2 separate regions of the Drosophila melanogaster genome follow, and region 1 is linked to region 2. Evidence: chromatin contacts called from public Hi-C data. All regions are on one chromosome and are shown on one strand. The core of a region is the stretch at or near the end of the contact, and the rest is flanking DNA. Distances in the headings are between cores, read along the strand shown. Region 1 holds the start of Duba (Deubiquitinating enzyme A). Region 2 holds the start of CG6685.

Region 1 (6,501 bases), core at 2,827-5,326, 1.6 Mb before region 2:
ATAACAGCTCCACTCAGTCTTCGTCGTCCACCACAACAACGACATCTTCAGATGAGGGCCAAACTACCTCTTCTTCGGATCCTGTCGTCGAAGTAGCTCAGGGATCCTCTTCGAATGGTGATGGAAACTCTACCCAGTCCTCGACAACGACAACAACTACAACGACGACATCTTCCGATGGTGGCGAATCCACCACCTCATCTGACCCCGTTGTGGAAGTCAGTCAAGGAACAAACGGCGATAACAGCTCCACTCAGTCTTCGTCGTCCACCACAACAACGACATCTTCAGATGAGGGCCAAACTACCTCTTCTTCGGATCCTGTCGTCGAAGTAGCTCAGGGATCCTCTTCGAATGGTGATGGAAACTCTACCCAGTCCTCGACAACGACAACAACTACAACGACGACATCTTCCGATGGTGGCGAATCCACCACCTCATCTGACCCCGTTGTGGAAGTCAGTCAAGGAACAAATGGCGATAACAGCTCCTCTCAATCTTCGTCATCCACCACAACAACGAAGGAAGTATCTTTAAAGGATAATAGAAGCCCTAAGTGGAATAGAACGACAAAAACTTATTCTTCGAGAACTATCAGAATTCCGAATTCAGGAAGAAAGTTAAATTCTAGTTCTAGCGAAACTTCAACAACCGTAACATCAAGTTCTTCCTCAAAGCCACAGACCAAATATTCTTGGTCAAGCTCTTCAAAGAAATCGAATAATGGTGGCAAGAATAAGAAATATTGGACCAAGCGGTGGACTAAAAAATCCCGCAAAAATAACAATGGAAGCTCCACTATTGTTGGAGAGGAATCGTCTGACTCACTGACAGATGCTGGAGTTGATGTCACCCAAGGAAATGGTTTAAACGATGAGGGAAATTCGAGTCAGTCTACAGTTACCTCATCTCTGCCTGTTGTAGATACTAGTGCAGATGTTCAGAACAGCGAATCAAGCTTAACATCAACTGAAAACACAACAAAATACTCGTCAAAATCATTTAAGGTCCCCAAGTCTAATGGTCAGTCGAGTATAAGCGCTAGCAAAACTACAAAAACCGTAACGACAAGCACTTCCTCAACACCCAACGTTAAGAGCTCATCAAAGAAAACTTCCAATAGTGGAAAATCGGTCAAGACTTCTTCGACCACTATAACAACAACTTCTTCAGATCCGGGCCAATCCAGCTCAATTACACAGGGAATTCCACAAAACGATATTAAAAGCTTAAACCAGGTCACCACAACGACATCATCTGTGAGCCAAGTCGGCGTACCTTCTTCACCTGTTGTTAAAGTTACCAAGGAAACCTCAGTAAGCAAAGATGGAAAGACCACTCGGTCATCAACCACCACAACAACAATTACCACGACCAAAGGAAGTAATCAGTCAGGTACTTTAACTCTTCCTGCGGTCGATGGCCTAAAGTCGTCAACGAAAACTACAACAACATCCACCAAAGGAACTAAATTGTCAGATATCTTGTCTCTACCGGAAGTTGATGCCAGCATAGCCGTTAACGGCGATGAGTCCCGCTCAGCATCTATTAAAGATACAAACATTTTGTCAAAGATAGACTTGAGTCTGCCTAAACTGGATGCCAGCCTAAATGTTAATGGTGGAAAGTCAAGCTCAAAATCCTCAACAACAACTACGACAACATCCACAAAGGGAAATAAAGTATCCTTGTCTCTACCAGAAGTTGATGCCAGCATAGCCGTTAACGGAGATGATGCCCGCTCAGCATCTATTAAAGATACAAACATTTTGTCAAAGATAGACTTGAGTCTGCCTAAACTGGATGCCAGCCTAAATGTTAATGGTGGAAAGTCAAGCTCAAAATCCTCAACAACAACTACGACAACATCCACAAAGGGAAATAAATTATCCTTGTCTCTACCAGAAGTTGATGCCAGCATAGCCGTTAACGGAGATGATGCCCGCTCAGCATCTATTAAAGATACAAACATTTTGTCAAAGATAGACTTGAGTCTGCCTAAACTGGATGCCAGCCTAAATGTTAATGGTGGAAAGTCAAGCTCAAAATCCTCAACAACAACTACGACAACATCCACAAATGGAAGTAAATCGTCTAAAATTTTGACTGTACCGAAAGTTGATGCCGGCATATCCATCGATGGCGGAATATCAGGTTCAACATCAACTAAAACTATTAAAATTACGTCAAAGAACTCTGCAGTACCCAAGGCCAGTTCATCTTTCAAAACTACGACCACAACCACTACATCGAAGACTTCATCGGTCCCAAAAACAGAGTCCAAATACTCCTGGTCTAGTTCGTCGAAGAAAACGTCCAATCCTATTCGTTTAACCCTACCTAACATCAACGCAGGTATTTCTGTTGGCGGAGGAGATTCTTCGGGCTCCTGGTCCAAGCTAATCAAGAGGAGCACCAGCAGCGACGAGACGAATGCCAGCGATGGTCCATCTCTTTCCGGTTCTATTGTAGGTGCAGGTGGATCTCAGTCTGATGAATCCTGGTCTCAACGTTCAGGATTCTCGGGTGACAGTTCCAGTGCCCAGGGATCTCCGGACATTCGCATTCGATTGGGCCGAGAACAGTCAGGAAACGATGCTCAGTCCCAAAACTCGAATTCTTGGACCCAAAGCGCAACACAAGGCAGCGAAAGCTTGGCTAATGGAGCAATAACCGCCAATGGCCTAAGCTTGGAGGGTTCAGGGAGTTCCGGTGGTGTTGCAACTACGATACCAGGTGGCTCTGTCGGTGTAACCGGACAATATCCATATTGGTGGGGCAACGGCCGTTGGGTGGGTGTTGGAGCCAGGCCCAGTTGGCGATATGGATGGCGTCCTTATGGAAGCGCTTGGGGCGGATGGAACAATCAATATTAGAGTTGGTCCTTGCGAATGGATAGGGCCCAGATTAAACGGCTCATGACTTTAATGTATACGATTGTAAAATATATGCATACGAATATTATAAATCGTGTTTAATTTTTTTGTTATCTATATGAATACTAACTGAAAATAACTACTTTTTAAATGCATACAGATATAAGCAATTTTCGTCTTAAATAAATTGGGACAGCTCAAATAAGTACGGCTTAGATAAGTTATTGAGATTAACCTATTGATGGCCAATTAATATTAAAAACTAAAACATTTAAATTAAGGTGCTTTCATTTTATTGACAGAAAATAAATTTCAGATATGTACAAATTGTTCTAGAAGAAGAAGTAGAATTTGTTTCCACTACCGCTGCCGTTGAAAAACCGTATAAATTCCGTCAAAGACCATTGTGGAGCAGAAGGAGATTTTGTCGTGGTTTCGGAGGCCTCAGTAGTTGTGGTACTTTCGGCGTTGGCGCTCAAAATCGCCACCATTGCAAAAAACAGAAAAATAAATACAACCTCTGTCTTCATCGCTGGGTTGTTGGTAGACTAGCATTTTTGCTACGTTTTTAGATGTTTTATACCTTTTCTAAATAAATCGAATGTTGTTGTCCCGCGATAAATATTTACACATGTGTTTCAGAGCATAATATCTAATGACGAAAAGTCAGCCACCTATAATTTGTAGACGGCGTGAAAGAAAACAAACATTTTCTGAGGTTCTCTAAAGATTTGCGTTGTTCGTATAATATAATTCACATTTAAATTATAATTAAAAAATTATTTTAAAAAACTGAAATTCAGAACATACAAAAAAGCAGTTTATATAAATGTAATATATAATAATAATAATAATAATATTTATAAAAATCCTATAGTGTTAAAAAGTTCAATCAGATCAAATACATTTAGCAGCATTCGTTACAAATTACATCTCTGATAGGGTCATGTCTTCAGTGGACACTTTACATAATTGTTTATGTCCTCGCTAATCTCATGGTTTAGTCCAGGTGTGGAGATTTTCTATTAAGTGCATATTTTATATACTTGTAGACCAGAAATTAGAAACGCACGGCTAAATGCTTCGTTATTTCCTAAAATTATCCGTATCTTTGTTTTTTAGTTTTGCAGTAAAATTAACAGAGCTCCGTGTTTCATTTTCCGTCGTTCCCTTGCTACACCTACGACGATGGTATATTTACGGCAAAAAACTGCGGTAACACTGGACAACGTGCACAAAATAAAAAAATCGAACTACAGGAATAGCAAATATATAAAATCCCCAAATTATTTTATATTCATTGACAAAATTTCCCTGTAAATCGGATATACCGGAGTCAGACATTAATAATCGCAGAGTTTAAGGCAACGAATACAGTGGTGAGCAACAGCGAACACAGCGCACACACACAAGCGCACACACACACTTGCACAAAAACAGATGAAAATCTGGAAATTGTCTTTTTTTTTTTTGTAGTTTTGTATTGCTCAGGAGACTGTGATTTACTGCCACAATTGGCTATAGAACACACTTATCCTACGATAAACAAGCACCGATTTCTCTAGCCGCAGACAAGAAAAACTCACATTTCAGTTGGTGAAAGGAACCAACTGAGGTCGCAATTTCTGCGACGACATCTCATCTCGTACAAAGAAGTCATAGTTTTCTGTTAGTTGTGTGGATCGTGATTAAGAATTAAGGAGGTGTCCCTATATGACGCACGCTTCTCGACCTAAGCAAATAATTAAAGACATCCGATAGCCAATAACAAAGGAAAGAGCGAGAGAGAGCGCACAGCAAGGGACACAAAAATAGCAGCGCACCAACATGACAATCAAGCCAGTGAGCGCCCCACCGAGCGCGAAACGCGTGGCTGGAAATGTGGATCCCGATAACAAGGAGGCGCAGGTGGTTGTGGTGGAGCAGTCGGTGGTCAGCCAGACCCATAACCATGCCCACAACCACCGTAACGTCGTCATCGATGGGCAGGTGAGTGGTTCTTAAGCCCCTTCTGGGATTTGCTCATTAATATGCACCTTCGCTCCGCCCCCTATTTCTAGAGCCCCCAAAGGCGTGGCGAGGTCTACGACGAACTGGCACGCACCCATCGCTGCAGCCCACACAAGAGGTAAGTTATAGCAGTGGGCCACCAGGATTTACTGGGGTGGGGCCTCACGCCCTGCACCAATTGATTAAGTCGCCTGATGGGTAGTCAGATTACATTCCTAGAACATTACCTATGGTAAATCTACTATAGAGTTTCTTCTGGGAATTTATGGCCATTTATTCTAAACGACTAACGACCAATTCAACAAAATACCTCGAAAGATACTTATACAAAGGTATTGACATTTGAAGTGTCACATCTACTATGCAATGATTTTGTTAATACAATAGTTGGCAGTCAGATTTTCAAAATTCAAAATTCTGGTAAATTTTGCTCAGCATTTAATATCGTCGTTTTTCCGTCTTTTCCACTAGCACACGCTCGAAGCGTCGCGAACACCACGAAGCGCATGCACACCTTTATAAGCGCGATCGTCTGGAGCGCGAGAAACTAGTCCATCCGACGGCAGCGGCGGGCAGTGGAGCACCTGGTGTATCTGGCAGCAAGTGCAACAGTCCACCGTCGACCTCAACTTCCGGCAGTAGCAGTCCGTCGGCAGTGGGCCGAAACTCACCCGAACACTTGGGACTGGGCTGCACCACGGTGCCCACAGCTCAGGTCCAGATGTCTACGTCTACGGCGGCCGCCAATTTGCTAAAAACAGTGGAGGAAACCTTTTCCGGTTACAATAGCGGCGATGAGCATCATCAGCCCAAAGAGCGATTGATTCCAGTGGAAGAGTGGCAGCGACGTGATCTGGAGTTCGCCAAATGTATGGAACAGCGCGGCTACGAACTTAAGCCTGTCGAGGAGGATGGCGCCTGCCTGTTTCGCTCTATATCCCTTCAAATATACGGCGACGAGGAGATGCACGACGTGATCCGCCAACACACTATGGATTATATAGTAATGTTTCCTCTTGATACACCTTTTAATTTGTCCTAACAATTTTGGTTACTTATGCAGCACGAGAATCGGGAATATTTCGGTCAGTTTGTCACCGAGGACATCAACAGCTATATACAGCGTAAACGGGCTCGTGATGCTCATGGCAACCACATTGAGATCCAAGCTATTTCCGAGATCTACAGCCGTACCGTCGAGGTATACTGCTACCAGTCAAGTAAGTAGTCAGCTAAGATTGTCATCTATATATGTATATATTTTGTGATATACATACTAATATAAATTCATTTATTAAATATTTCCAGATCCCATCAATATATTTAACTCGGAACAGTCGCAGGCGGGTTATCCCCCGCTGCGTTTATCCTATCAGCGCGGATCACACTACAATGCTATTCTGGATCCCTACAACGCCACCGTTGGCGTGGGCCTGGGCTTGGCTGGATACAAGCCCGAGATCCAAACCAAAGAGGCTGTGCGTCTCAGCGAGCAGTTGGAGATCGAACAGGTATGTAATAGAAACAACATTACTAAGTACCATCCATTTACCAACCCTTTTTAATTGTAGACCATGTTTGAAGATAAACTAAAGACAACAGACTGGGAGGCCAC
Region 2 (6,631 bases), core at 549-3,048:
CGTTCCCATAGGGGAAAATCGTAAAATTCAGTTCTTGAAACAAGTGTATCAACGACTTGCTGTCCTTTTCGGCTCCGATCCGTCGACGGTTTTGATCCGGATAGTCCATTATGTTAACCATTAGCAAAACGCCTCGGTTGAAACGTGATTGCATCTTATATGTGCCCAATATGGCACTATCCCCACCATGTATCTTTTTCGATTTTTTTACCTCGGGACCGTCAACGACACCCACATAAGGGGTGAGTGCTCCCAGCGGCTCATTCCGGAGCTTTGGTAGGAGAGAGAAAGAAAGAACAAATTACAATAAAGATAAGATTTTCAATATATATATTATATTTTCATTGCACGGTTAATGTGGCAGACAAAGAAGTAATCAACATTCGTGCTATATAAACACAGCTGCCAGCAATATTGCGATAAGATTCTGGTTAAAAACAAATCCTACTAAAAGAATAATTGGGATAGGTAAGTAGAATGGATGTGATTCATGCTTCCAAAAAAAATGGAAAACAAGAATCTCATACACGAACTAACTTCTGAAAGAGAAGCAAATAATACTGTGCACATGTACCAAAGTAGTATTCATCATTGAGTCCATTTACAATTCTTAAAGATACCTTTTCTAATCTCATTCCAATAGGAATAACTCAATTAACAAACCTAAAAAAAAAAATGCAAATAAATTGTGCCATAAACCGGTTTTTTGTAGAAATCAGGGTCAATGACCTGAGCTGCAATTTCACCATCAAAGCTTTCGTATGATTTTATTTTCATTACCTTGCTAACGCAGGGTCCTTCGGAGGCTTCGGGTGAGGGTGTGTCCACAATATCGGCCGACTTCCGGCTGGTTCTCCGTTCGTTTAGCGAGATAAAGGGTGGCCTTGAATCGGACTCATCGACGGATTCCAATAGAACGGCCGCATCCAGACAATTGATATTGCGCAGTGCATTGATCAGCAGGTTATAGGCGGTGGGACCACGCTGGGTGATCTTCAATAGGAGCCTACGATGCTGCTCCACACGCACATCCTTCTCGTCCATGTTGAATGGCTTGCCATTGAGATCCTGCGTATTTCTTAGCATCTGAACGGTTAGGATGCCCTGTTGCACGCACTCCATGGCCAGACGCTCGTAGTTCGTCCATTCAACCAGTATATTCAGATTCTTGCGTATATGCTCGCGATGCCTCTTCGGCATTCCAATCTCGAGCTCCGGCGGCTGCATTCCGGATATGGCTTCCACGCGTTCCGGTGACTCCGCTTATTGGGCGCGCCAAGGATGGCTGCCGTGATCAGTCTCCAATTGGCAGTGGTATTGGCAGTGAATCACCCGTCTCCAAGGTTTTCCCGGGAATGATTTCGTTTATCGCTACTTGTCGATTCTTTGTCTCCGCTTTGTTGTTGTCGTCGTTGTTTTTGTTTTGCGACTTTCAAGAAAGGGGCACAAATCGGCGGCCCTGCTGGTGTCCTTATTTTTCCAAAAGTAAATTAACTAGTCTATATATTGCACTAGATGATCCTAGCAAGGATCGGGGATCTTCGAATAGGATTTCTTTCGAAACAAAAGGACCAACGAGCGTTTCGCGCCGCCAAACTCGCCACTAAACTAATAAATGAAACTTTGGGATTGGTGTGGCTGCTTGTGGGTGCGCCATTTTAACCAGAGAACGCGTCCGGGATAAATCCATGACATGAACCGTCTCCATGTTCCACTTATTCCACCATTCCTTCATTGCCGCATCAAATGATTCAATTTAATACTAAATACCAAATACCATATGGGGTCAGCCTAACAAACCGTAAACATAAACAAAAGAAATGGAGGAGGAGCAACAATTTACGCCGGAACCGAAAAACTCCGCGCAAAAAGGCGCAGAAAAGCCTGCAAGGATTCCGAGAGAGGTGAAAGTTAAGCTGCAAAGGCAACTAAACAGACTGGGCTACTCACAGCAAATCCTGCTCGAAGCAGCCAAGCAGCAAAATCAAAATAATTCGAATGGCATTCTCCGTGAGTTTTCTTAAAACATGCATAATGCAATAAAAGTACATTGTCCCCCAATCCCTTTTCTAGAGTATGTGGCCGACATGATTGGCAAGGGCGAGGAAATGGTGAAAAACTGCGACTCCGTTAGCTTAAACAACATTAACCAGTGGCTGGAGCTCATGAAAAGTTCGCAACTCGCTGAACTCTGCGAATTCGAAGCAGCCGTCGTTGTGAACTCCATAATCCAAAATGAGACAAAGCCATCGCCAACGGAACTGAACGGCATTGACTTGAAGTAGGAATGGTTTTGATAAACTACATTTGTATTTAGCATTGTGGTACTTTCAGTGAGGCCTACAAGTTTCTGGAAAACGCTTTGATGGGCCAGCCGCAAAAGAAGATGAGCGATGCGACCAAAGAATTTTTGTCCAAGGAAATTGAGGTGAGCAGAAGGCTGCATCAACTTTCCAAAATAGTTAAAAAAAAAGGAAATCCTAATGCCAACAGCTGCTCATAGAGAAGGCAAACACCGACGAATCCGACGATGTGGCACGCAGCATGGGGCAGCGTTTATTTGACCACCAGTTTTTGGATTACATGGAACAGCGGCAAAAGTGCAGTTTGGATCCACTATTCCTGGACGAGAAGCTAACGTAGAGGCTGTTATTGAGTAATTGAGGAATTTAGCACACAGAGCATTTATTCATTTCCACACATTTATTAAACATTTAAATTCAATTGTTTGTTACATACGTACATTGTCACACGCATTTGCACCGCTCCATTATCATCAATCAAATCATCGGATCCCACGTTTATACATTATTAGTATTACTATGCCAAATGCCCCAACCTTTGTACGTATTAATATTTGATAATTACACTCTTAATTAAGTACTTGACTATAAACAGTTTTAGCACATTTAAAATCTAGAATTCCTTTAGTTGTACACAATTACTTCGAGTAGTGTAAGAAAAAGTTGTGGGTCTTTGGCCTTTGGATTCTCTCAATTGCATAACATTTATTGTGCATGATTGTTTTCAATTGTTGGGGCTGCCAATTAGCATTGCATAGACTAGTGTAGAGATAGGTAGTTTAGTTTTAGGTTTTGCTACGATTAGCTTTGTTTTAAACTTTAAGAGGCATAAAAACAGTTGAGTGCTGCTTGACTCCCATAGCATCACAATAGAATCACAAGAGACAGAGTTGGCTTCATTTCAATTCAATTCATTAGAGGATCTAGGATGGTACACTTACGATAACATAACGTACATACGATCAGAATTACATACAAATTCGAATACAAATATAATACCCTTTTGTTTTAGGCGCAGTTACTAGCACTAAAACGATCTTCACACAATCAAATGCAATTCAATAATGTACATAATATAACTCTTAAATGTTCAGTCCAGTTTGAGCTTTTGGTTTTCCCCTTTTTCTTTGATTTAGATTTTGTTTTTAATTTTTTCATTTTTAAATTTTTTTTTTTGTTTCTTGTGTTTAGGTTTCTGTCTTGTCGCGTAAACATTAATTAAAATTAAGTAAATCTAATTATATATACGTACGATTAAACGCTAGTAAACCATATCGATATGCTTGTCTAAGGTGAAATAAATAAACAACAAATTCGGACCGAACAAAATGCAAAGCAATTTCAGGTGCATGGCAAGGATATGCTGGAGTTTCAGGATCAAATTAGCTGGCATTAACCAAACGCAGATCCAACGAATCGAACAAACACAACGAACGACAACAACGTAACTTAAAATTGCAATTGTTTGTTAGTTGATAGTTGATATAGAATTAGTTTTAGTGTCGCTTGAATTTTGATTGTCCCGTTCCCGTTCGTGTAATTCATACTTTTATTCATATCATTCGAGTATGTGTATATAAAGTAGAGTGGTTTTTAATGTGTCCTAGATAGAGTTCGTCCTGCTGCTGCTGCTGCGTTTTGTATACATATATAAATTCATATTTTTTTTCGGGTTTCACTTCTACTCCGCTAAACATAGCACAACAATAATGATAATAATCGCTTTAATTGCCGTTTACGTAATGAATACATCTATGACACTGGTGAGTCTTCACTATATGTATAAAGTTTCAAGAGTTTACCATTACCAATTACCACACTTTTACGCATATAGCTGCCCAACTATACAAATTGACTATAAATGTGAGACTGAGATTGAGTTTGAGATTGCCTTCGGGTACAGCGGCTTCAGTAATTACTGGCTCTGGTTCTATTTCGGATCGGTGGACCTTGGATTGGATTCGTGTATATTCACCTTAGTAGTAGTTTTGGGTGTTTTTTTGGAGCTATCTATTACGTTTGATCATAGTGTGTATATATTGAATGAATTGAATGATGGGTATAGAATATACATAGATTTATGTGGGATTCATCACTATAAAGCGCAGGCGGGATCACTCGAGGTTCTTGGCCAAAAAATAAACGTTCCTTTCGTATTCGTGGTTATTCATATTGATTACTTTTTTGTTTGTTTTTTTTTTTTTTTTGATTGCGATTGCTGTAAAGCTCTGTGATAAGTTTGGTTTCTATGGTGCTAGGTACGTTGTATGTAGGTACACGATTCTCTCTTAGTTGATTGCATATATTTATCATCGATGTTTGCAAAATAAATAGGCAATATATGTTTGCTTCTGTATCTTTTGCAGTGTGATATGGTTTAAACTATATATATATGATAAACTATGATGATATAGGCGAGTTCAATGACACATAGAGGTATATATTTGACATATTTTTGTATTTTTTTTTTATTTTTTGCCTAGCGTAAACATTCACAATAAATATATATTCGAGAATAGTTAGGATTTCTAGGAATTGATTGCATTCTGCATAGTGTTTCATTGGTTTTTAAATGGTTCGTGTTCTTGTGTTGATTGTGTTGGATTGTGTTTGACACTTTGGTTTTTAGATTAAATTACAATTAATTTGGGTTTTGAATATGTTGTTTTGGTCACATCAAATTTGATTGGCTAACAACATTTAGAGATTCGACTGAAAATACTTAGTTATGCTTCTTGCGCTTGGTATACGTTTACAATTTTGCATAATTTCATATAATGTATTTATACCGCTAATATAAGTTGATTACTGGTGTTTCATAAATGGACCGAAATTGCATTAAAAAGTAATTGGATTCTTTTGAATGTATTTATCTGATTGCGTTTCTGTATCTTTAGTTACGTCCGGAGAATAGTTGATACTGTAATAGAGTTAGTTGCAAGATAAATATACCATCAATCTGGTTGTTCGGCTTCAAACGATTTTCAAAATACATAAATAGGCTATTGGTATTGTTATTGATATTGTTATTGTTATTGTTACACAATTAGGTATTATCTAGCTACTGGGCAAATAGATTGGGAACTGCTGAAGCTACTTGGTTTCGAAGTATCTCGCACTCCGTTACGGATAAAACGTATATTACGAATACGAATACAGGTAAAAAACACCAAATGATTGGAGACAAGAAGAGAGAAGGGGGCACACACAATACACTGGTATTATAAGGAGTAATATATATAGATATATATATATGTTTTAGCAAAATAGATGGGACAAACATCGGGTTCGGTGGTCATGCATCGATTCGAATCTCGGGTTTTGGATCCTATTTCCGGTTTTGGCGGGTTGGAGTATCTGGGTTATCTGGGATCTGATGTACACATACATATACATAAAGATATATATATATATCGGGTTCAACTGGTTACGCAATGCAAACTACGAACATCTATCTAGGGTCCACTTAGGGCTAGGTGTACGTGTGTCTGTGTGTCGGATTTGCACCTGAAATGTGGATGACTACAAAACTACTACTAAGGTACAATTGTGGATGAGTGTGGGTGTATAACAGGGGGGGGGGGAGTGATTGAGTTTCCGGTGACCTCTCACCGCCATTCATCGCTTTTCTAGGTATCGGTAGCTACTCTTCTTCGATCTCATCAGGTTAGTTATACAATGTATATATATATGTATATATTCTTTAAGATTTGTCGCACAATCTACGCACTACGCACTTGGAATGCGAGAACCTTTGAACTCTTAAGGCACATTTCGAAGTAGAATCATAATCATAAGTACGGCGAAAGCGAAATAAAAAATCTCAAATGCAAAAGCGGGTTGGTGGTTGGGGTTTTTTGGGTTTGGGGTCGAAGGTCAAAGTTCAAAGCAACACTGATTGTGCAATAGCCAAGTGTACATTAAACAGTTACAATAAATTCGCATAAATTCGACTTAATCGTAGTAGAGTAAAATACAATACAAATGCATACAAAGATCTGGTAAGTCAGTTAACAGATTCATATAGTTCAGATCGATATAGTAGGTATTCACGAGAGCAGGTATAGCAGCCTTCTGAAGCCTTCAGTGTCAGTCAATCAATCAAGTTTACACATATGTATGTATGTATATATATATATATGAAGATTTTAATATATATATTACAATATCTCCGTGATCAGCAGCTTAATTCGATTTGTATTCAGCTTTCGTTCTCTCTTTTGTATATCTCATTTCTCAGTTGTATTTTGTATTTCCAGAATATATATATATATTGTGCACTTCAGATGGGCAGAAAGTAAAATGGCAAGTCATTCAGAATGGCATGG

The links. A called contact is a pair of places that touch in the nucleus more often than the background predicts.
Region 1: a contact with region 2 is called in a Hi-C map of the Kc167 cell line, with 2.8 times the contacts expected there. A contact is called at or near these places in 5 of 107 Hi-C or Micro-C datasets (the Kc167 cell line, cellular blastoderm embryo and embryo).

The regions. Positions count from the first base shown.
Region 1 is chr3L:11,607,040-11,613,540 of dm6, reverse strand. It overlaps Duba (Deubiquitinating enzyme A), which reads left to right and starts at 4,076. Exons shown (of 9, transcript NM_168465.5): 1 at 4,076-4,255; 2 at 4,353-4,865; 3 at 4,937-5,004; 4 at 5,358-5,889; 5 at 5,950-6,106; 6 at 6,195-6,397; 7 at 6,458-6,501. The coding sequence starts at 4,704. CG42832 reads right to left here and starts at 3,406. Exons shown (of 1, transcript NM_001202158.2): 1 at 3,155-3,406. The coding sequence starts at 3,406. The coding sequence ends at 3,209. It overlaps Muc68Ca (Mucin 68Ca), which reads left to right. Exons shown (of 1, transcript NM_206332.2): 1 at 1-2,963. The coding sequence ends at 2,876.
Region 2 is chr3L:9,963,484-9,970,114 of dm6, reverse strand. CG6685 reads left to right here and starts at 1,798. Exons shown (of 4, transcript NM_001274742.1): 1 at 1,798-2,010; 2 at 2,074-2,281; 3 at 2,335-2,428; 4 at 2,494-3,512. The coding sequence starts at 1,821. The coding sequence ends at 2,643. It overlaps bma (black match), which reads right to left. Exons shown (of 20, transcript NM_001382075.1): 20 at 2,817-5,223. The coding sequence ends at 5,197. It overlaps Dronc (Death regulator Nedd2-like caspase), which reads right to left and starts at 1,636. Exons shown (of 2, transcript NM_079293.4): 1 at 781-1,636; 2 at 1-271. The coding sequence starts at 1,227.